7 separate regions of the Mus musculus genome follow, and regions 1, 2, 3, 5, 6 and 7 are each linked to region 4. A link is a contact called in public promoter capture Hi-C and targeted proximity ligation data. All regions are on one chromosome and are shown on one strand. The core of a region is the stretch at or near the end of the contact, and the rest is flanking DNA. Distances in the headings are between cores, read along the strand shown. Region 1 holds the start of Mrpl16 (mitochondrial ribosomal protein L16). Region 2 holds the start of Slc22a8 (solute carrier family 22 (organic anion transporter), member 8). Region 3 holds the start of Osbp (oxysterol binding protein). Region 4 holds the start of Fads2 (fatty acid desaturase 2). Region 5 holds the start of 1700023D09Rik (RIKEN cDNA 1700023D09 gene). Region 6 holds the start of Zbtb3 (zinc finger and BTB domain containing 3). Region 7 holds the start of Snhg1 (small nucleolar RNA host gene 1).

Region 1 (3,089 bases), core at 354-2,853, 1.7 Mb after region 4:
TCTTAATACTTGGGAAGCAGATGTATTGCACAGGTGAATAGATTTGTAAGCAATTTCCCCAGTATATCTTATCCACAAGCATTGAAGGCTGTACTTACTGCTTGTGAAATTAATTCTTAAGAGCACACAGATTTAACATGATTTAAACACAACAGACATCAGTCTCATTTGCTAATTTCATCTGTCTCCTAAAAGCTTAGATACAAATCCTCTTGTTCTAATCACTACAAAGCTCCAGCCTCAGGAAAAATTATATGTCCAACATTTCCAAAAGGATAATTATACATTATTTCATTTCCCTTCCTTATTAAATTATGGTGTGGTCCATTCACTAGAGCAGCCAATCCCCTTAACGACCCAGCCATCCCTCCAGCTCCTTCTCTTGGATTTCTTAAAGGAAAAACTTTGAAGACAGAACATTACCCCTCTTCTGTGAAGACAAGGCTAAATCTTGAAACCAAACTGATCATTTATAGAAACAAATTAATCCTGTTAATCTATGCCAGCTTGAGATGACCACCATACCAAACCAAAACTGAAGCAATGATCAGCCTAGACCAGGACTGCTTAATTATGCATACTTTTTAGCGGACTCCCCACTCGATGCCCCAGTTTGTCCACTAGTTAAACTTAAAGGTGCCAGGTGTGGTGGTACATGCCTTTAATCCCACACTGTGTAGGCTGAGGCAGACAGATCTCTGTGAGTTCGAGGCCAGCCTATCTACATAGTGAGTTCTAGAACAGCCAGAACTACATAGAGATTTTGTCTCAAATAAATAAATAAATAAATAAATAGCTTAAAGCTCATATCAGGGCCATGAAAATGATCTTGAATGGTCATTGGAGTCCATCATTTATTATTTCAAATGAAGCTACCTTAAATTAATGGCTTTTCGAGGTTACTTTCTTTTAATTAGCATATTAAGGACAGGTGGGACTGCAGAGATGGCTCAGCGGTTAAGAGCACTGACTGCTCTTCCAGAGGTTTTGAGTTCAAATCCCAGAAACCACATGGTAGCTCACAACCATCTGTAATGAGATCTGATGCCCTCTTCTGGTGTGTCTGAGGACAGCTACAGTGTACTTATATATAATAAATAAATAAATCTTTTTTTTTTTTAATTATAAAAGTAAAAGGACAGGTGATCGAACCCAGCCGGTTGGGAATGCCCAAGCCAGTGCTTTTACCTTGAAAACTCCAGCTACAGCTCTTTTGATAGATTTGTCAAGACCAAACTCAGCAAGCGCACAGTAAATAAGCCAATGACAAATCAATAGCATCTTTCTATGTCCCTAGAGAAGAGACATAAATGTACGGAAAGTTAAGGGAACAACTTCTTACAAAACCTCGGGCTTTCGCAGCTTTCTACACCAAGGAGAAAACCCAGAGCTGTCACTAAACAGAAAAAAACTGAGAAGACCCTCGCGGAAACTTGAAACACCTCGGGCGTGGCTTGGCCTGTGGGACCTTTAACCCGCAGATAACCTGCTCCAGAACCAGGTGCTGGAAGTTTCCTCTACTTCCGTCAGGACTCTATAAAAGGTGGGACAGGATGACGTCACTTCCTGTCTTGTGTCCGCGGGCCGGCAAAGCTCTGAACTGGGAAAAGCCACTGTTGTAGTTGAGAGAAACCTGACCCGGCAGCACACGCGTGGCCATGTGGAGGCTGTTGACGCGCGTCCCCGCGCCGCTCCTGCGGATGCACTTTTCAGGTCAGAAACCTGTTTCATCTTTTAAAAAGGCATTTCCCCGATCTTCCTCCCCACATTCCAAAGTCTATGCTTACTGCGATAGGTCCTGCGCTTTCCTTACTTCTTCCACCTCCACTATGCGGAGGCCTGGGTCCTGGTCATGTGCGGGAGACGGTGCTCCGTGAGCCTAGTTGCTTCCTTGGAAGCCCATTTAGTGGAACTCGTACCCCCGTGCTTCTAGACACCTCTGTCAGGAGTGATCAGAGTGTAACAGTAATGGTTTGATTTGTCATTGTAGATTCTTGGGCAGCCCTTCCCACCAGTGCTGGTCTGAAGACGCTCCTCCCAGTTCCAACTTTTGAAAGTGAGTACCTGTCATTTCCACTTATTTTTCTCTGAGAAAAGGCATCGAAGGTGTGTTTGTGCTTCCTCCCTCCGTTGAGTGATTCAACAGATATATGTAAGGAAGGCAAACTGCAGCGAAGTCCCTCGATGTTGCAAAGCAGATAACTATTGGGCTAGTTCCCAGGCATCCTACCACTGATGTGTGGCCCATGATCTACCCAGTCAGCACTAACTGGGCATATATCAGATTTTTTTATCTTCTAAATAATAGTACAGATATGCAGACACTTAGCAATAGTAGCCAGGTGCTCTGCAGTCCTGTACATCTAACTTTTTAATGTACTAAAATCTCCAAAACTGCAAATGGCCTAGACATCTGAGGGTCTTCGGCACATAACTGTTAAACTACTGTGTGGGCTGGAGCAATGGCTCAGCAGTTAATAACACTTGTTGCTCTTGCAGAGAACCCAGGTTCAATTCTCAGAACCCACAAGATTGTTCATAACCATCTGGGACTCCAGCTTCAGGGGTTCCTACATCCTCTTCTGCACATTAATACATGCAGACAAAACACTCCTAACATTTTTGATAAATAAGGTGCTGTGTGTGCTTAGAAGTGCATACTAACTTGCAGATGTAAGAACGTATTACCAGGTCTCACAGTAGCTGCCCATAGAAGTCAGTGAAGGGAGAGTAGTTTTTGTAACTTGGAACAGCAACTTTATTATTCCATTAATGATCTGATGGCCCTTTGAGGCTTCCTGTTTTGTTTATTCTATCATGGAGCCATTCTTTCTCATATTTAATTTTTTTTTTGAGTCACAGTTGTTTTCCCCAGGATGTCATATAGAGGATAGTGACAAGAAAAATCCTACTTTGTAAGTTTACCAAGAAAAATACAACAGAAGGTTTTTTTTTTTTTCGTTTGTTTGTTTTGTTTTAATGGTATTTTTGCAATCTAGAGGAGCAGTGAGTTTTGTTTTGTTTTTGGTTTTGGTTTTTAAGAGCATGCTTCTGGCTTTGATGTTTTAACTGAAGTTCCTCTTCTTTAA
Region 2 (3,213 bases), core at 349-2,848, 1.5 Mb before region 4:
GAAAAGGGCCCAGGAGACAGGAAACCTCAACCAGACAAAACAGAGAACCCCAAGTGGGCCATCTCTGATCCTGCCCACCCCACCCCACCCCACCTCCCCTGCATTGCAGGTGGAATGGGGCATCTCCGGGGGGGGGGGTCCCAGAAATGGTAATAGTCAGCTAAAAGCAAGCCAGTTGTGACTTAAAAGGCAGTGCAGGTTAAGCAACTTTGCTAAGAAAGAAGCAGACTTCATAGAAAACTCTGGTTCACACCAGAAGCACAAGTGAATGCTGGTGATCCTAGCAACTGAGAGGAGTCTAAAGCTTGAGGACTGCTGTGAGGCTTAAAGGCCAGGCTGAACTATATAGCGAGATCCTGACTCAAACACTCAAAGAGGAGAGGAGAGGGAAGAAGCAGAAGAGAGGGAGGGGAGAGGAAGGGAGGAAGGAAGAGGCGGAGGAAGGGGAGAGGGAGAGTGTGTGTGTCTGTGTGTGTGTGTGTCTGTGTGTGTGTGTCTGTGTGTGTGTGTGTGTGTGTGTGTCTGTGTGTGTGTCTGTGTGTGTGTGTGTCTGTGTGTGTGTGTGTCTGTGTGTGTGTGTGTCTGTGTGTGTGTGTCTGTGTGTGTGTGTCTGTGTGTGTGTCTGTGTGTGTCTGTGTATGTGTGTTTAGATGCTTAAGGGCAGAAATGGACTTGAAGCCACACCCCTGACCTACTTCCTGCTGGGGACCCTAAGCTAGTTACTTAACTTCTCCGTTTCCTAACTGACAGTCCTATCAGTAGGGCCTGCCATAAGTGTGTCAACCAAGTTTCCAGCTGACTGGTAGACCCTGTCTTAGACATGTCTGTAGGAGAAAAGTAACCACAAACCACAAGACTCCCTGCCCAAGCTGGCTCTTGGGTGAAACTGAATGTACTTAATTCAGTTTGTGTTGGCTTGTTAGAATTTCTGTTTTATACAAGAAATGCACATTATTAGGTAATTAAACCGTACTCATAGAAATAAGCAAAGCCATTGGGACTGCAGAGAGAAGCCAAAGAGCAGCCGGTGGCATAAGTCCACAGGTAGATGGGAGATGGTCACTTGTGTTTGAGACTCAGACAGGGATGGCCCTGGTGTTTCCAGGAGCCCAAGGCACGGTACCTCTGAGACCATAAGGACCAGTGCTTGGGCCTTTCTGTCTGAGTGTGTTCTAACATTCTCCATGAATCTACTCAGGAGCCGGGTATGAAAGATGATCCATTGCAGGAATGCTGCCTCCCATGTGCAGGAGCACCTCTCTTGCTGGTTGTTCTCCACTCCAGGTCCTCTGAACATCAGCTCAGAGGCACTCTGGACACGCAGACCTGAGTCCTTTTCCAGATTCTCGCTTAGGAAACATGCCCTGAGCCACTAAGCCCTTTGTCCAGCAAGCAGCCTCTAGGCTCAGCCACACTCCACTCCCCAGCCCCCTCTCCACCCTATCAACAGCCTTGGCTGAGGCAGCCCTTTCAGGAGAGCTGGGCTTGGTGGGTGCACAGCATTCCCCCTGCCGGATGTTAATCTTCCAAAGAAAGTCAAACATTAGCCCAGGAAACAGCTTATGCCTTATATAAGGCACCCCAGGGGAGACACAAACAGCTTGTTAGAGCTGAGCTGTCCTACTACAGCAGCTGCTGGACCCTAGGACAGAGCACGGGCAACTGCTGCATCCAGCTCCAGCCCAACTGAATCCAGCTCCAACCACCAGGTGAGACGGGATTGAAGACCCCCAAGTCTAGCACCCAAGAACACCCCAAAGCCAGGCTTCCTCACTGTAACGCTGTAATTGGTCAAACCCCTAAAGCCTTCAGGGACCTACTTGGATTCTTCTGATACTCCAGCACAGGGGACTCACCCCAGGGAACAGCAAGGAGGCTTGGAGCTTGAGCAGATCCTTCTTAGCCCACATGAAGCAATCGGAAATGTGTATTATCCTCTCTCTCACCCTCACCCACACCCCGCCTGGGCAACCAACATCCAAATCTGGACCTTTGGTCCCTACTATGTGGCCCTGTGCCTACACATCTACGACCTATAAGCACAGGGCCACATGCCTGCATTCACATGACCTTCAAGAGTGCAGTTTAGATGTGCACATAGCACTGCATCCACACTGGTATCCCATATCCCTCTCTGCAACTGTGTACATCTTTATGCATCCACACACCAGAACCCCAAATCTTTACACATGTAACTAGGTACATCTTCATGCATGTGATTCTATGATGCTCCACAGGCCTACATACAATTCACACACACATACACACACCTCTTCTTGGCCTGATGCCTTGCCTACAGTTTTGGTTCATCTTGCCTGGTGCCATGACCTTCTCCGAGATTCTGGACCGTGTTGGAAGCATGGGCCCCTTCCAGTACCTGCATGTGACCTTGCTGGCCCTCCCAATCCTCGGAATAGCCAACCACAACTTGCTACAGATCTTCACAGCCACCACCCCTGACCACCACTGTCGCCCGCCCCCCAACGCCTCTCTAGAGCCCTGGGTACTCCCCTTGGGCCCAAACGGGAAGCCTGAGAAGTGTCTCCGCTTCGTGCATCTGCCAAACGCCAGTCTTCCCAATGACACCCAGGGGGCCACCGAGCCATGCTTGGATGGCTGGATCTACAACAGCACCAGAGACACCATTGTGACAGAGGTATGTCTGGCACCCTCTCTCCTTCCACCTCACCTTAGGTACTTCCATATACCGTGCAGCACTTGTGGATAGAAAAAACACAGGGGCCTAGATTTCCTGGGATTGAAAGAATGGGAACTGGGCAAAGAGGAAGGATCCCAGTGCTAATGCACAAGAACTGAGTGGTTTGATTCGTTCATGCCCAAGCATTCCTTCAACAATCTATAGCGTGGTATTGAGCTCCAGTGATGCTGAGCTGTACAGTCTCTCCTCCTAGTAGGGTGTTATACAGCCTTGTGGAATAACTTGTTACCTCATGCTGTGCAGTGACCTTGGGCTGCAATCTTCCACCCTTGGACTGGTTATAGGGACAAGAAAAGAGTAGCTTGAGATGAAATCACTTCAAAGAAGCATCCCTGGAGCTGAGATTAGAACAGCAGGCAAGGGGTTAACTAGACTAGAAGAGGAGCATTCCATCCTGTGCAAAGCTTTGCGGGGCTGGGGGAGGGGTGGTGCAGGGAGGCTGGGTAGCAGAGGGATTTCACATTGCAAAGGTTGGAAGGCTCCTGGGTGGATCC
Region 3 (2,986 bases), core at 229-2,728, 1.9 Mb after region 4:
AGAGATGTTAACAGTTCCTGTTCTTCTAGAGAACTTGAGTTCTGTTCCCAGTATTCTTATGGGTTGGCTACCCACCAACTTTAGTTCCAGCTCCAGGGGATTTTATGCCCTCTGCTGGCATCCACAAGTACCTGCACTTAGGTGTACACACACACACACACACACACACACACACAAATCAGAAGAAATGAATAAATAAAAGTTAAACCCTATTCCTACTGCCAGGTCAAAAACTGCTACACTGTAATAGGTGTTAGATTCCCCAAAATGCAGGTTTTGGCTATTTTTGTAATAATAGTTCACAACAGCTCAATGCTGGACTAGTTACTGAAATTTGTGACCTCTAACACAGCTGTAATTAAGCTGATCAAATCTAATCATTCAACACCCAGTTCAAAACAAAACCCTAGCAATAAACAAGAGAATTAATTGTGTTTTTACCACACTAAACCTAACAAGGGCCTTTAGATTTGGAAAAGAGATATAAAGGTAGGTAGTAGGTCTTTGCCAATCTATTCTCCCCGTAAATAAGGTCGGCAACTAGATGGTCAGAATTAATAGAAGTGTATTAGAATCTAGAGTGAAGAGACAGAGGGTAGACCAGGAAAGGGAATGGGGTGAGGATTGGAGGAGTCGTGAGTCCAGGAGGGGGCCGAGGAAGCTCTCTCTGGGTTCTTCCGGAAGCAGGATATGAAAACGGAATCCCTAGGAGACCCAGGAACCATCCATCTCTCTTTATTAAGGCCATCTGCAAGTCTCAATTGAGAAGGAGGGAATTCCACAGCACACCCACATCAAGAGCATTTATAGAGACCCATCACTTCCTTAAAGCTGCAAACGTGCCTGCCCACTTGTGCATCCATGAATTTATTTGCTATCTCGGCCAACTGCAGCTTTCACTGACAATGTCCAGAACCAATCATCTCCAATCATAGCCCTGCCTCTCCACCGACAGGTGAAAGACATAGGTGTCAGCCAATAAAAAATAAGAATGAGTATGTGAAGGCTGGACTCTGCCCCATTTACTTCAATGCATTCAGTAATTGGTAGAAAGGTTTGAGCAGCTGATATCAACCACCAATCCGTAAGGGCGGAAGAGGATGAAGGGCAGCGCGATGGGCGGGGGTGACGTGGCAATGACAGAAGCATAAACTGTAATGACTGACGGAAGTACTAGCCATTCGGAGGCCAAACCGGCCGTGAGCTCTGCATTCTCCCGTCCTCGGACTTCGGAAAGCCACCAATGATTTTGTAGCCCTGCCTGATTGGCTTTCCTGTTAGCCAATCGAAAGCAGGCCTGGAGGACGCGTCGCGCCTTGAGCTTCTCACTGGGCGGAGTAGCATGACAGGCCCGAGAGAAATGCCAATGTCCGCGGGGTCTTCCGCAAGTGACACTTGGCGGCACCAATCGCCGCCCTCCTTCCCGGCAGTCGAGCCCTCCTTCCCGCGGCGGGGCTGGCGGGGCGGGGACGCTGCGCGGCGGCGGCTGAAGCGCTAGCCGTGTTGGGCGCTCCGGGCGGCGGCGGCGGAGCTCGTAGGCGGTTCCGGTCGTGTCTCTCCGGGCGGCGGCGGCTCATGGCGGCGACCGAGCTGAGAGGAGTGGTGGGGCCGGGCCCGGCAGCCATCGCGGCTCCGGGCGGCGGCGGCGCGGGTCCACCCGCGGTGGGAGGCGGCGGCGGACGCGGGGACGCGGGGCCCGGCCCCGGGGTGGCGGCCGCGACGGCGGCGACGGCGGGCGGCCCGGGCCCCGGGGCCGGAGGAGTGGCGGCAGGCGGCCCGGGCTCTGCACCGCCAGCCGCGGGCTCGGGCGGTTCGGGCGCCGGGGGCTCGGGCTCGGCTAGAGAGGGCTGGCTCTTCAAATGGACCAATTACATCAAAGGCTACCAGCGGCGATGGTTCGTGCTGAGCAACGGGCTCCTAAGCTACTACAGGTAACTGCTTCCGGGGCGCCACGCTCACCTGGCCTCCCCCCCTGTGCAGCCCACAGACCCGCGCTGTCACTCTCCGCCGGCTGGCTTCACTGCCAAGGTCGCCCTGGGTCGCTGTCTGTCACCTGCACAGGTTGACAGCTTGCAGAAGTCAGAACCTGCAGATTTGACACACTGCTCTTGTCTCCGCTGTCACCCGCCCCTAGTGCCTCATCTGCCTCCATCCCTGGGTCTTTCCTGTCAGCAATTGTTTGGAGAGCATCTGCTCTGCCATTGTATTTCCGCTACCACGTGGGTGCAATCGCTAATTCTGCAAGTAAGGCACTGTTGTGAAGCTGGAGGGGCACAGACAGCGCGAGCCCGGGCACTGTCCCTCAGGAACTTACAGTGGAAGTTACAACTCCTAACTTTTTGTGCTCTAGTCTCTAAAATTTAATGTTTCTGATACACCCTTGATATACCTGCCCATGTCTACTCAGAATACACATTCCGACATCAGAATACCACACACAGGGAGACTTTGGGATTCTGTCCACCATATGTCTTACCTCTTCAAGCATGCGCGTACTTTCTCGGTCTAGACAGTCCACAATAGAGATGTGTACTCTACCATAGCTTTTACTTTTGCCTGCCCCACCTCTTCCCATGGGAATGACTGTCTTATCCAGCAGTCACCGTGCACCTTTTAGTTTTATTTAAGATTAAGTTTTATTAAAGGAAGAACACATGTTTTTGAAATGATTGTTAAGGTTTCACAGTGCTTATTTTGGTATGGTTAATGTATACTTACTGTGACTCATAGCATGGTCATAACATGTCACACTTCGGGGCTTATATTACTAGACAGAGGTGTTGAGAGGTGATTGGAGGACAGGTTATAAGCTTTCCCAACAGCCTTGCATTGTGGCTGGATGTCTTACATGCAACTGTTCATTTAGTGCGCATAGATCTCCTATCTCCCTGGGAGTTAGGACATGTTCCCATGTTCTTGACAAGAAAGCAGACTCAGCATGCGCAGCTCTCCCAGGGTCTTGGAGAAATCAGGATTTGAAACTACT
Region 4 (3,178 bases), core at 156-2,655:
AATTGAAACTATCAAACTTGCACAAGAAAAGCCCACACTCAAGTCAGCATCCTGGACTTTGATGTGGAGTGCGGTCTGATAAGTTTATCCCTCTTCTCAGCCTCCTCCCACTCGTCTTTCCCAAGCTCTCTCCAGCTACATCTTTTCCTCTGCTTTCAGCCCACCAAGAAAGGTGCCAAGAAAGGTCTGGCTTTCCTCTTTGACTTTGTTTCTCCTCTTACCCACCTGACTACACAATCACTTTATGGTTGGGGGTGGGGCCAGGCACGGTATGGGGTACTGTGCAATATAGGATAGCCTCCGTTCCACAGAGGTCTCAGAGACTTCAACAACCTCCATGAGTGCAAGAGGGGAAGGGTGATCCTGGCAGGATCTAAAAACAGAGGGCCATTGAGTTGAATGTCCGATAGTAACCCCAGAGGCAGATGGACCTGTTGCCAAGCCAGTCTTAGATTCACCTTCTAGATCCCCTGCGGACCTGAATTTTGCAAAATCCAGCCCGTTCGCCTTCCACCAATTCCCCACCAGGATTTCCCAGAAGGCTGGCACTTGGAGTGAGTCGGGATAATCCTCGGGAGCGTGGGAATCTGAACTACTAGGAAGTCTCTGTCGGGCAGCCATTGTGGACCTTCTTAGACAGGAGTCCAAGCAGGAGCGAGTCCTGGCCAGGAACCAGCTTTCCTTCTCCGCCCCCTGGTCTGGCAGGAGAGTCCCACATATGGCTGCCCGCTCTCAGGCTCCTCTCCCCGGCGCCCAAGGGTGGCCATCTTCCACTTGGGGAGCGCCGAACACGAAGGCTGGAGCGCCCCCTTTGGAGAGTCCCAGGCTCCGGCTGGAACAGCGCGCAGTATGCGCTGTGAACATGCACCGGGCACAGTTTACCACTGATGGGACTTCCACAGAGGTGCTAAGGCCTGGCGTCCAAAAGGCTCGGCCAAAGTCTGCCCAGTTGACCCAGAGGAGAACGATTCCAGGAGGGAGGTGAGGGCAGTTGGTACACTTTCTTTCCCTGCTGAACGTCCTGCGCTCCTTTAAGAACCGGGGATCTGTTTGGCGCCCAGGGACCCCGGGCTCCTGACACCAGCCTGCAGCAGACAAGAGTGGCTGGCACCCCCAGACTCTTACCGTAGCATCTTCTCCCGAATAGTGTCCGATGACACGGTGGCCCCCCGGGTGCCGCTGGGACCATTTGGTAACGTTGTAGACCTTGCGGTCGATGACGAGCCACCGGTCGGTGCGCAGGTTGTGCTTCTGAATCTCCTCCCAACGGAAGGTGGGCATCGGAGCCTGGCGCTCGGTGCTCCCCTCTCCCTGGTTACCTCCCTTCCCCATGCTGCCAGTCTACCCGGATGCCCCGTGCGCTACGGCCTCCGGGCGCCCGCGGCTCGCAACACCGACGGTCCCTCTCCTGGCCGCAGTGTGCGGTCGGCGCCCTCCTCGCTTTCGGCTTTTGTCTTCTACTCCTCCTCCCACCGTGCCTCCTCCCCTCGCTTTCGCTCCTCCTCGCCTTCACTAGCTAGCCAGTACCCCTGCCTTCCCTCAGGAGTACCCCTGGCTTCCCAGTGCCCCCAAGCGGTCCCCTTCCTCCGCCCACCCTAGGCCCGCCTGCTGTGGACTTTTGCCTCCGGTGAAAACTCCAGGATAGCTCAGGGCCTCGCTGCCTCCTCCCCCCACCCCTCTGGCTCCCCCCGTTCCCGGCTCCGCATCCTCCCGAGTTCCCCGCCACCCGGGTTTCCACAGTGATCAGCAGAGCGCCTGCACCAATCAGGGCTCGTCGCCCCGCCTGCCATTGGCCCAGGAGGATCTTTCGAAGGCCAGCGGGCTGGAGCGGCGGGTCCGCGGCTTCCCCCTCCCTCGCGCCCGCCCGCATGGAGTTAAGCCCTGCTGGGCGGTCGGCGACGTGTCTGACCTCCTCCTCCTCCCTTCGCTGCCTGGAGCCGGGGAAGCGGGAGTAGATCTCTGAGAAGCTGGGAGGGGAGAGCGGGGGGCGGGGGGGGGGGCGGGGGCGGCAGCTGGGCTTTTCTTTGCGCGCTTCAGAGCGCCAACGCGCTCGGCCGGGGATTTGCACCTGATGCTCGCACAAAGGAGGCGCAGCGGTTATGGTGAACAACGCTCGGCCTCCGGCTAAACAAGGCCCCCTCCTGGGCTGTCATGACTAGGTGATATTTCTGCCTGGCTAGATGGGACTCAAGTCTCCTGTATCTCACATTGTCTAAGAGATCCATATTGTTTATTGCTTTCCTGAAACCTTCCTAGAGAAAGGAGCCAGGAGTGGGTCTCTGTTTAACCAGGGCTCTGAATCCTTTCAACTTGGTCATCTTGGAAAAGAACGGTGGAATCTCTGCTTTCTTCCTCGTGCTAAGTGCCGCGGGAGTGGCTTCTGGGGAGGGTGCCAGGATAAACTGGACACCTTTCTTGTCTTCGACTGAGAAAGAGTTCACAAGCCTGGTTGGGAAACATGAAAGCAATAAAAGCCCGCGATTGATTTGACAGTAGTACACCACTTGCAGGCAAGAGAGACACTGATACCAAGGGAGTATAGTAGGAAGAAAGGCCCTATTCGCTAAAGTCTCACCACAATCCTATGATATTGTTATAGCTAACTTCAAAATGAAGAGTCTGAGGGTAAGAGAGATAAAATGGTCAAGACATACATGCTTAGCTAGTGGCCCTGTTTGGCCTCTTCCATGACCCTTTCAAGACTTTGGGCTCCCTAGCTCCACATGACACTGGTCCAAAGGAAGTACCTGGTGCAGGGGGTAATACATTCCCATAGTCCCTCCCATCGTATACTCCTCTCATTCTGTCCTGGCATCCATCAGGAGCAGCCTTTCTTCATTCCACAAACTCCAGACTCAAGGAGTGTTGAGTGAAGCTTTTCCGGCTTAGAGGAGAGGAAACAAACATCCAAACAGATGTTCGTTTGGCCTGCCCAAAAGATAGAAGTGAGTGAAGTAGGTGTGCTGGTCGTGTCCATACTGTCATCCATCAGAAACCTGAGGCAGGATATTGCCATGAGTTCAAGGCTGGCCTGGGACACGACTATGCATAAGGAGCAAGACTGTTGTCTTTTGTGCATGTTAACGATGGAATATAATAAAGTCAAGAAAGCTGTTTTGTATTTGTTTGTTTGTTTGTTTGTTTGTTTTTCAAAAGATGGATTATCACAATACACAGA
Region 5 (3,048 bases), core at 151-2,650, 1.3 Mb before region 4:
CTACTGGTGACTCTCAATATGCCAAACATGCTGCAGCCTATTTCCTCCCAATTACAGCAAGACTGTCAGCCTCACTAGTGTTGATGTCATTTCTGGGGGGGGGGGGGGGACTTCAGCAAAAAGCTAACCACTGCCCAATACCAGAACCAAAAGGGTTAAGTCAGTGACTCTGATGGGCCCCTACTGATAGGCAGGGTAGCTCCGGAGCTCTGTACACACAACTCCCCCCTAGAAGCGAGTAGCCAAGTACAGCAGCACTTCATAAGAGTTTTCCTTTGGACTAAGTGGGTTCATAATTGGGCGGCAACTTCCAAGACAGTACCCATAAGTTTGAGCCTGTTTTGTATCTTCAAATCAAGTCATGCTCCATGCCTACCAGCACCCCATCTGCTTCCCCCTCCCACAGCAGCATCTGGATCCAAGGCTGCAATAGTCCTAGCCACACCAGAAAAGTTTCCTAGAGCTCTTGGGTTTGACATTAAAGTTTCAGTCAACACTTGGGAGTTGGAAGCAGGTGAATTTCTTGAGTTTGTGGCCAACTTGGTCTACAAAGCAAGTTTCACAGAAACCCTGTTTCAAGAAACAAAACCCAAAACTAGCAACTTTCCCTAGCTACCTACCTAGCTGACCTGGGTCTACCAATTAGGCTTCAGTATGACAGACTGAGTGAAGTGAAGATCAAGGCTTAAGGCTCACTAGATCCCTGATTTTGTTTTGAGATGGTCTATGTAGTGTTCCCTATCTCTGAACTGGACAAAGTATTGATAGTAAGACTAAAGCTTTTTTATTTTATTTTATTATTTTATTTTTTTTGGAGGAAGGGTCTCTACATAGCTCTGGCTGTTCTAGAAATTTCTATAGAGCCAAGACTGGCCTCAAACTCAAAGATCTGCCTGCCTCTGCCTTCCAAATGCTGGGTTTAAAGACCTGCTCCACTACACCCGACTTGACTTTTTTTTTCATTAGTCAATTTAAAAGACCTTTTTTCATTAGTCAATTTAAAAACCTACGAAGGACAGGATTTCGTTTAATTCACACTTGGGTTTCACACTGGGCATGATACTGTGCTGGAGGAAGAAAAGTTCGCATTAGTTAAGGTTCCTGCTCCAGTGGGGCTTACATTCCAATTTTCTATTTCGTCATAATTCGTCGTGGAGATGAGAAAAGCTAAGAGGGCATAGGCCAGCGGCTGGCAAGGAACTGAGCTGCGACTTACTCGCTGCCGGGATCCCACCGGCGGGGACTGTGGGCCGTTACTCCCGTTCAGAGGCCAGGTCTCCATTCTTGTGTGTAGCCCTCGACCCTGCTCCTCTTGAGTTCAGTGCTAACGCAGAGGGTTTAGCTCCGGGACCGGGCCAGCGAAGAAATAGGAAGGCGGGGCCGGCCGATAGGCCATCCGGCCGGAGCTCCGGCCGTGGGCGGGCCTCGGAGGGCCTGGCCACGCCCCCGAGCGGCCGCCCTGCTTCTGCGCAGGCTCAGAGAGCGCGTTCACGTCCCGCGGCACCGCCCACATCCTGGGGACGTCGGCGGCGCGCGACGTGCTTCGCCGGATAAATGCGGTGGCGCCGGTCGTAGGAGAGATTCTGTCCTGAGCGCTAAGGCTCCTTGGCGTTTGGTGGCGTCAGGTTCTGCGCCTGAGCCCGCCCCTGTACCTGCCTGTGCCATGGCGGACGAAGGGAAGTCATACAACGGTCAGTGCGGGGCCTCGGGCCGGGAGGCGACGCGGTGGGTTGGGGTGGGCGGCCCTGGCCTAGGCCTCAGCCCGGGGGCGGGAGGCCGCGAGGAGCCCTACGTCCGTAGGTAGCGGTGGCCGCGCGGGCAGGGGGCGCGGGGCGCCGCGGGACCCAGGGGCTCCAGAGTCGCCCGGATTCAGGCGTTGGAGAACCTGTGGCTCAGGGGTGGGGTGACAAGATTCCTTTCAACTTTGAGGGTGGTTGATGCCTGTCAGTTCAGTTTGGCGGCCCGACTCTTCCTTTAAATGTGAGTCAGTAGTCGCTTGGTCGTGGGCTACCCTGGTGCCCTATTTTTCTTTTTCTTTTTGTGATACGATCAGTCTGTTCTTGTAGCTTGCTGCTTATTGTTTATCAAATTTCTAGTCGGAACACCTATCCTGACATGTTAATTCATTGTGGTGGTTAGGACACTATGACAGCTGAGGTTTGAATCTGGAGTTGGCTGTACTAAACCCGAGTGAGTTAAACTTTCAGGCCTTGTTTTCCGCCTCTTTCATGTGGGTACCTGTCTCCCAAGTTTGTGTGCATGTGCGTGTGCGTTTGTGTGCGTATGAAATAATTTCTACCAAGTGCCTAGAACACAGTAACTGGAGTGGGAATTTTCTTCCGTGAACCGTAGTTTCACTGTCTCTTAATGTATTCCTTTTTACTAGGGTTGCTTGGAGAGGATCGTTGTTTAGAGGATGCTAGATATTAGGTGGATTTCTTTGAAAGTTATACCTTTTTTGTATTTGTGTAATACTGATGATTTATCCAGGCCTGAAAAATAGCTACCCAATGAACCTTTATTTTAATTCAAATATAATTACTTGGTCTCCTTTCTCTAGCCATTCCCATTGTCAACTCTCTCCCCAAATTCATCCAACATGCAGAGCCCATTTAGTGTTAATGTGTATATATTTGTTTCTAAAGCTTACCATTTGGGATTGGATAACCATTTAGGGAATTCATCCCTAGGGAAGGCTAATTCTCCCTTACAGGGTCAGCCCTAGTATCCCAGGCTGGCCTCAGTCAGTCTCCCTGTGTCAGCTTCCCAAGTTCGGTATTGCATAGACTTTTACTTTTTTTTGGGGGGGTTGGGCTCCTAGAGTTAAACTCAAGGTCTGGCAAAAAGGAAAATAAATAGAACCAAGTGTAGTAGTGCACTGTTTAAGGTAAGAGGATCAGAGGTTCCAGGTCATTCCCTGTGTGCCAGGCCTTCTGTTCTCCCACAGAGCTATAGACAAGGAAGGATGAAAATCCCTTGTTTTTTCGAGACAGGGTTTCTCTGTGTAGCCCTGGCTGTCCTGGAACTCACTTTGTAGACCAGGCTGGC
Region 6 (3,231 bases), core at 415-2,914, 1.3 Mb before region 4:
CTCCTGCTGGTGAGACATTGGCAGGAGCACTCTAAGTTCCAAGACAACCTGTGCTACATGTGGAAATCCTCTCAAGCAAACAAGAAGTAGCTCAATTGAAAAAATAAACAAAACTCCATTCGTGGAACTATTTCCAGGGACTCATGGTGCAGCTCTGGTGGCCTAGAACTCACTATATTGACCAGGTTGACTTTAAACTCTCAGAGATCTGCCTGCCTCTATTTCCCAAGTGTTGGGATTAAAAGAGCACATCACCTACACTTGGGTTTTATGCTGTCCAGGCTGTGCTGAAAGTTTGTTGTTCCGGCTGGCCTTGAAGTTCCGATGCTCTGTCTTCTACCTCCTGAACATATTGTGGACATGCACAACCACATGTGTATTATGGGACCAAACAGGACTATCTTTGGAGGCAAACTACCATCCTCCTCAGAACTTTAGCTGGGTCTGCAGGCAGAAGACCACCTCAGCTGTGCTTGCTGACTGTTGACTTTCCCTTATAGGATGAGGGGCTGTGGAGGGTCATGAGACCCTCACTTGAGTATCCAGTCACTTCCCTCAACCAGTTCCCTAATTGCACATGACCCCAGGATCTCCAGGGCTGGGTGTGTGTGTAATATATATATTACATATATTACCTGATTGATATACATATATATATATATATATATATATATATATATATATATATATATATATATATATATATATATATATATATATACCCAGAATTCTATAGGTGGAGAATGACTTAGGGAGGGAGCTCCATCTATATGGCTACAGGAACATTATGCTGGGTAAACCCTTTAGCCAGGGACTTCTGAAGTGGCTCACCCACACTCCTGTAAGTAACCCCTCACCTAGGCTCTGTAAGAAAGGCCAATAAGTTCTCAGGGGCCCAAGGTACTAGTGGCATAGTACCTTGGTTTATCATTGGGACCTTACAGAAGAGTTTTTTGTTTTGTTTTGTTTTCTCTACTTATTGACTTTACATTCCGATCGCAGCCCCCCTCAGGGAAAAGATTTTAACAACACAGATATCCTTAGACTCTGTCCCATTTCTGTCCTTACTAGGGCTTGCCTAGAGAACAGTCCATCATCTTCATAGAGTTAGAGGTAGTTACTAACACCACTACTGAGCCTGAACTAGTGGCGCATCCTGTAATTTTCGAGGACCAGATCTGCAAGAGTGAACTGCACTTTTGGGAGGTGTGGCTTACTGCCCACTGTTTCGGCAGAGCTTGGTCTAGACGTGGGCCTACAGGTTATCACACCATTTTGTTATAGTTCTCCTTCTAGGTAGTCCGCAGCAGAAACAGGCTGTATACTCCCGAATACACTGCGTTACTGCCAACCTCGCCCCACCCAGGCGGGTAATTTCCCTATGGGAAACAGATGAATAAGTTCAGCCAATCCTGAGGTCTCTGAGGGAAGGCGGGATGAGGAAGAAAAGTTTAGGACAGGAGCAACAACCAATTGTGAGCCTCGACGCCTGAGCAATGGCAGGGATTGCCCATTTGGAGAAGCCGGTTATCGAGGGGCGGGGTAGCTCACAGTGAGCCAATCCACAACAAGAGAGGGCAAGCTTGAGCCAATTAAGATAGCGGAGGTGGGAAGAGGCGGAGCTCTCCTAGTAGCTGCTAGGTCGTGGGTGAGGGCTCAGCTTTCTCTGCTAGTTCCTACGTTGGGAGTCCTTAGCCTTGGAGTTCGAGAGGGAAAAGCGCAGGAAGTTCCGGGTCTGGGGCGTGAAGGCATCACCCGGGAAAGCTTGGGCGCAAAAGACAGTCCTAGTTGGAGGACTCATTGTAAGGCACCGGCTGAGAATCGAGGAAGCACAGGCTGCTTAGGGGGCGGGACTTCCGGGGGCAGGGCTTTTTTTCGAATAGGGGCGGGGACGATTCCTAAGGTTAGGCTCAGGGGGCGGAGCCAACAGGTCTTTGGGTGGGATAGTGGAAAAAGAAGGGCAGTTAACTGAAACATGGTTGGGGGTGGGGGACAGCATGTTGCCAGAGGCCTTGGGTGGTCAGCTCTATTTAAGGGCTGATGTGGAGGTTGCTATGGAAGTTACCTAATTTACTGTCCTTTCTTCCCAGGGAGTCAGTGGTAGGGAACTCTCTTGGGCACCCTTCCCTCCTTGGGGTGCTATGGAGTTCCCAGAACACAGTCAGCAGCTGCTTCAGAGCCTGCGGGAGCAACGGTCCCAGGGTTTCCTTTGTGACTGCACTGTGATGGTTGGTAGTACCCAGTTCTTGGCCCATCGGGCTGTGCTGGCCTCCTGCAGCCCATTCTTTCAGCTTTTCTACAAGGAGCGGGAATTGGACAAGAGGGACCTGGTGTGTATTCACAATGAGATTGTCACGGCCCCAGCCTTTGGGTTGCTTTTGGACTTTATGTATGCTGGCCAGCTGGCCCTTAGGGGAGATACTCCTCTAGAAGATGTGCTGGCAGCTGCCAGCTACTTGCACATGAATGACATTGTTAAGGTTTGTAAGCAACGATTGCAGGCCCGAGCTCTGGCAGAGGCAGACAGTACCAAGAAGGAAGAGGAAACCAATCCTGCTAGTCTGGAGTTTTTGTCAGGCAGTTCTCGAGGCCCACAGCCTTTACTGGCATCTGTTGAACCGTCAGCCCGCTGGAACAAAGAGGAATGGAAGGGTCCAGCCACTCCCTTACCCATTGCTCATCCTGCAGATGAGCCACCAGTATCTGGGGGGGCAGACACTACACAACCAAGCATGGAAGTTGACTCATCACATCTTCGGGCACCTCCTCCACCAGTGGCTGATGTCTCCGTCTCTCTTGCCAGCCCAAGTAGCTCTACAGAGACCATTCCTGTAAACTACTTCTCTTCTGGCCTTCCAGGAGTTTCGGTGGAGCCCTTGACTCCTCTTGATGTGGTTCCTGAGAGTCTGAGGGTGGTGGAACCAAGGGATACTGGAGGACCATTGCAAGGCTTCTATCCCCCAGCTCCAGCCCCACCCCCAGCGCCAGCCCCAGTTCTATCCCAGGCTCCAGCCCCAGTTGAAGCTGAACTGGTCCAGGTAAAAGTAGAAGCTATTGTGATCTCTGATGAGGAGGCTGACTTGTCAGAGGAACAGCCCCACAGATCTGAAGGGCTGTTCCCACCTGGAGGAGCAGTGTATGGGGGACAGCCCTCACAGGCAGAGGCTTTTGAGGAGCCAGGGGCAACAGGACTAGAGGAGGTGGGGCCAAGTGACCACTTCCTGCCTCCGG
Region 7 (3,050 bases), core at 86-2,585, 1.4 Mb before region 4:
GTGTGTGTCAGGTGCCCATGGAGGCCAGAAGTGGGTACTGGATCCCTTGGAACTGGAACTGCAGATGGCTACTAGCTGGGAATTGAACCAGGGTCTTCTGCAAGTGCTGATTTTGAAATCAGGCTGCCTGGATTTATACCTTGGATCTGATACTGTTTATCTGGGTAACAGTCAGCAAATGACTTAACCTCTCTGGGACCCGAGCTTCTCACCCATAACTGTACCTTACCACCTTCCAACTTGGATTATTAAGTGAGGTCATGCAGAAGAGCAATTAGTATGAGAGTAATGATAATTGTTCGAAAGGCAAGCTTCTGCATATAGATGTTTGCTATATGCATATGACTATAATGCTACTGCACACTCTCAATAACCAGTCTATAGCTGCGACTTAGAAAACTGGTAAATTCTAATGATTGTTCCCCCCAGAGCTCTTTATATCTAAGACCACCCATGCATAAAATGAGGGTTATCCCTAACTTTTAGGAGTGTGGAATATTAACTCATATTGGGTGCTTTAAACGGTAAGCCCAGTTGTGTGGAGAATTGTCAGCCTCAGTAGTATAGCACTTATCTACACATGCACATAGCAGCAGCTTTAATCTATAGCACTGCTAAAAACAAAACATGCAACATGCTCCATAAATGACATCTAAATGCTGGCCCTACTTCATTCAATCCGGGCCAAGAACATGGCGAAAATAGACCAGGAAGCAAAACACAAAAATCGGTCTCCAGAATGACGTAGGGCTTCTAGTCCCGACTGGGTTTCCCTAAAAGGCTTCATGCAAGGAAGCGAAAATCCAACCGAGCTCAGCCCAGGGCCCAGTACCTGAGTCGCCCGCTGCGCTGACAACCTGGACATCAAGCCCCGTCTGCGCGCTGGGCGGCTGGCGGGGAACCGAGACACCGTCGGTGGAGTGTTCAGTAGGTTCAGGATCCATAGAGATGGATCAACACGCGGCTTAGCGTGAGTGAGGGTGAGAAATCGCCTCAACGTATGGATATTGGTAGTTGTGACCCAGACAGTCGAGCTGTATGGGTCGCGAACCAAAATCTCCAGCGATGACGTTTTACCCGCAGTGAGTAAGAACCGCCTAGCCGCAGCGCCAAAGGCGTAGCGTCGCACTCCCCTAAAGCGCCTGCGCCTCTTTTTCGCGCTGCAAAATCAGAGGCGGAGCTCTCCGCACGCCCCTTTGGGCGGATTCCTCTACCCACAATTCCTCCGGCTCGCACACCGCTTACCTTAGCGCCTGCGTGAGTCCTAGTCCCACCTCCAAATCCCGTGGGCCTTTGCGAGATGCTATTTATAGGCCACACGTTGTTCTTGTCGGCCTCATTTTTCCTTGTTCGGGGTAAGTACTCTACGTCTTTATGTGCTGTAGTTTTCACTTTGTTTTTTTCTTGTCTTTCTCTTTTTTTTTTTTTTTTTGGTTTTTCGAGACAGGGTTTCTCTGTATAGTCCTGGCTGTCCTGCTGAAACTCACTTTATAGACCAGGGTGGCCTCGAACTAAAATCCGCCTGCCTCTGCCACCCGAGTGCTGCGATTAAAGTCGTGCGCCACCACGCCTGGCTCTTGTCTTTCTCTTAATCAGCTTTCCTATAACTGCGGCTGGCTTTTATCACAAACACCTATCTGTCACTGTTGTGAACCGCCGCCTGTATTTTCTTACGTAATGTTTATTTCTGGTGATTTAAAAGACCCTCGTGGGCAGCGTTAATAAATGTGGACTTTGGTAATCTGTTCCGTAGTCTTAGCGGGGAGACCATGTTAGGGCATTCAAGACCTAAAGATGACAGGATTTTGTGAAGGACAAAATGGTGGCGGCAGTGCAAGGCCACCCCCTATGATGAGGACCTTTTCACAGACCTGTACTGATATATCTGTGAGGATAAGTAACTCTGAGGAGGCTGGCCCTACATCACAGCCTTCTCATCCTTTAGAGATTTCTTGGTGTAGAAGTAACCCGATGCTAACTTCTCTACAGGTTTGAGGTGCCACCTTACAAAAGGATGGGTGTACGCTCTCTTTTCAGAGTAAGTAGTGTTAATGGTTTTACCAGATTTTTTTGGTTGTTGAGTATAAGTTGTGTGTGTGCTACGGGGATGATATGAAAACTGAACTCTCTCTTTCTGATGGTTTAGTGGAGAAAACAAAAATTCTCTGAGTAGCACAATCTGTGGCAGGTATTTGGATTGTTTGGCATAAAGTCTTTTATTGAAGTTTGGGGTTTTTTTTTTCTGTTCTAGATGTGGTTCATCTCAAAGCCCTTTACACTTTGGAGCCAGGCCTGTTCAATTTTACAAATAACACGTTTTGCTTGTAGTCAGGTAGGTATTGATGGTTGGTGCTTCCTTAGGGAACATATTTAGATGGCCACTTAATGATGAACAATGTAAATGACAAGCATATGGCTGAGTTGCAATGATGTCATCTTACTACTGAAATGGGCTGAAGAAAGAAGGTGCTGAGGTGGCTGTGATTACATTTAAAAATGACATTGTTTCTCTGTTTCCAGGGTGCTGTGACAACATGAAGAGTTCGAGCTACCTCCCAGGATGAGTGCAGGTAATTGTCCAAGTAGAGCTTAGGGTTTCCCTAGGGAAAATAGTCAAGACAGACATTGAAGCAGCACAACACTTTTTTGCTGCTTACTATTTGTATTTCTAGAGGACACATTATGTTAAGGCCTTTGTTCTCTTAAAAACTCAACTGTCAGATGATTTGAAATGATGACACTGAACACTCCGTGAAGGTGTGAATTTATAGCATGTTAGAGTTCTGATGGCAGTTAGTGCTGACAGACAGATTGTAATTCTGTCCTGATGGTTGAAAATAACTACTTGTTACTCTTCCACAGGTTTTCCTGGTGACAAATCTCAGGCATTCAAAGGTTAGTTAGATTATTTTGGATGGGGTTTGTTCACTAGGTTTGCTGTTTCTATGATGAATCAAACTAGCTCACTATGACTGCTAATGAAAACACAGGAACACCTGAGAAACCAAAGGGTAGTGTGGGGGCAAGGGCCTTATATCCAGCCTTTTCAA

What was found. Promoter capture Hi-C pulls out the DNA fragments that hold promoters and counts their contacts.
Region 1: a contact with region 4 is called in a promoter capture Hi-C map of hippocampal neurons, with 2.8 times the contacts expected there.
Region 2: a contact with region 4 is called in a promoter capture Hi-C map of pre-B cells, with 2.0 times the contacts expected there. A contact is called at or near these places in 2 of 39 promoter capture datasets (hippocampal neurons and pre-B cells).
Region 3: a contact with region 4 is called in a promoter capture Hi-C map of pre-B cells, with 4 times the contacts expected there. A contact is called at or near these places in 3 of 39 promoter capture datasets (cranial neural crest, hippocampal neurons and pre-B cells) and 1 of 130 datasets of targeted methods (extraembryonic endoderm stem cells).
Region 5: a targeted proximity ligation map of astrocytes shows a contact between it and region 4, with 2.6 times the contacts expected there. A contact is called at or near these places in 2 of 39 promoter capture datasets (the C10 cell line and frontonasal cranial neural crest) and 2 of 130 datasets of targeted methods (astrocytes and pancreatic cancer cells).
Region 6: a promoter capture Hi-C map of the SN4741 cell line shows a contact between it and region 4, with 6 times the contacts expected there. A contact is called at or near these places in 4 of 39 promoter capture datasets (the SN4741 cell line, cranial neural crest, hippocampal neurons and 1 more) and 2 of 130 datasets of targeted methods (embryonic stem cells and pancreatic cancer cells).
Region 7: a contact with region 4 is called in a promoter capture Hi-C map of pre-B cells, with 2.4 times the contacts expected there. A contact is called at or near these places in 11 of 39 promoter capture datasets (the 3T3-L1 cell line, the C10 cell line, the HPC-7 cell line and 7 more), 1 of 484 Hi-C or Micro-C datasets (B cells), 2 of 130 datasets of targeted methods (embryonic forebrain and large pre-B cells) and 1 of 9 other capture datasets (adipose tissue).

Annotation. Positions count from the first base shown.
Region 1 is chr19:11,768,812-11,771,900 of GRCm38.p6, forward strand. It overlaps Mrpl16 (mitochondrial ribosomal protein L16), which reads left to right and starts at 1,604. Exons shown (of 4, transcript NM_025606.3): 1 at 1,604-1,713; 2 at 1,991-2,056. The coding sequence starts at 1,659.
Region 2 is chr19:8,591,584-8,594,796 of GRCm38.p6, forward strand. Slc22a8 (solute carrier family 22 (organic anion transporter), member 8) reads left to right here and starts at 1,599. Exons shown (of 11, transcript NM_001164635.1): 1 at 1,599-1,709; 2 at 2,300-2,656. The coding sequence starts at 2,324.
Region 3 is chr19:11,964,366-11,967,351 of GRCm38.p6, forward strand. It overlaps Osbp (oxysterol binding protein), which reads left to right and starts at 1,479. Exons shown (of 14, transcript NM_001033174.1): 1 at 1,479-1,931. The coding sequence starts at 1,576.
Region 4 is chr19:10,100,098-10,103,275 of GRCm38.p6, forward strand. It overlaps Fads2 (fatty acid desaturase 2), which reads right to left and starts at 1,406. Exons shown (of 12, transcript NM_019699.2): 1 at 1,126-1,406. The coding sequence starts at 1,332.
Region 5 is chr19:8,755,569-8,758,616 of GRCm38.p6, forward strand. It overlaps 1700023D09Rik (RIKEN cDNA 1700023D09 gene), which reads right to left and starts at 1,401. Exons shown (of 2, transcript NR_132423.1): 1 at 1,217-1,401. Nxf1 (nuclear RNA export factor 1) reads left to right here and starts at 1,535. Exons shown (of 21, transcript NM_016813.2): 1 at 1,535-1,691. The coding sequence starts at 1,664. It overlaps Stx5a (syntaxin 5A), which reads left to right. Exons shown (of 10, transcript NM_019829.4): 10 at 1-74.
Region 6 is chr19:8,800,884-8,804,114 of GRCm38.p6, forward strand. Zbtb3 (zinc finger and BTB domain containing 3) reads left to right here and starts at 1,665. Exons shown (of 2, transcript NM_001098237.2): 1 at 1,665-1,802; 2 at 2,091-3,231. The coding sequence starts at 2,142.
Region 7 is chr19:8,722,152-8,725,201 of GRCm38.p6, forward strand. It overlaps Snhg1 (small nucleolar RNA host gene 1), which reads left to right and starts at 1,336. Exons shown (of 10, transcript NR_002896.3): 1 at 1,336-1,355; 2 at 1,990-2,038; 3 at 2,252-2,332; 4 at 2,521-2,570; 5 at 2,863-2,895. It overlaps LOC115489078 (a small nucleolar RNA gene), which reads left to right and starts at 1,842; the gene lies at 1,842-1,913. It overlaps LOC115489084 (a small nucleolar RNA gene), which reads left to right and starts at 2,100; the gene lies at 2,100-2,174. It overlaps LOC115489083 (a small nucleolar RNA gene), which reads left to right and starts at 2,381; the gene lies at 2,381-2,450. It also overlaps LOC115489082, LOC115489081 and a transcript of Slc3a2 not described here.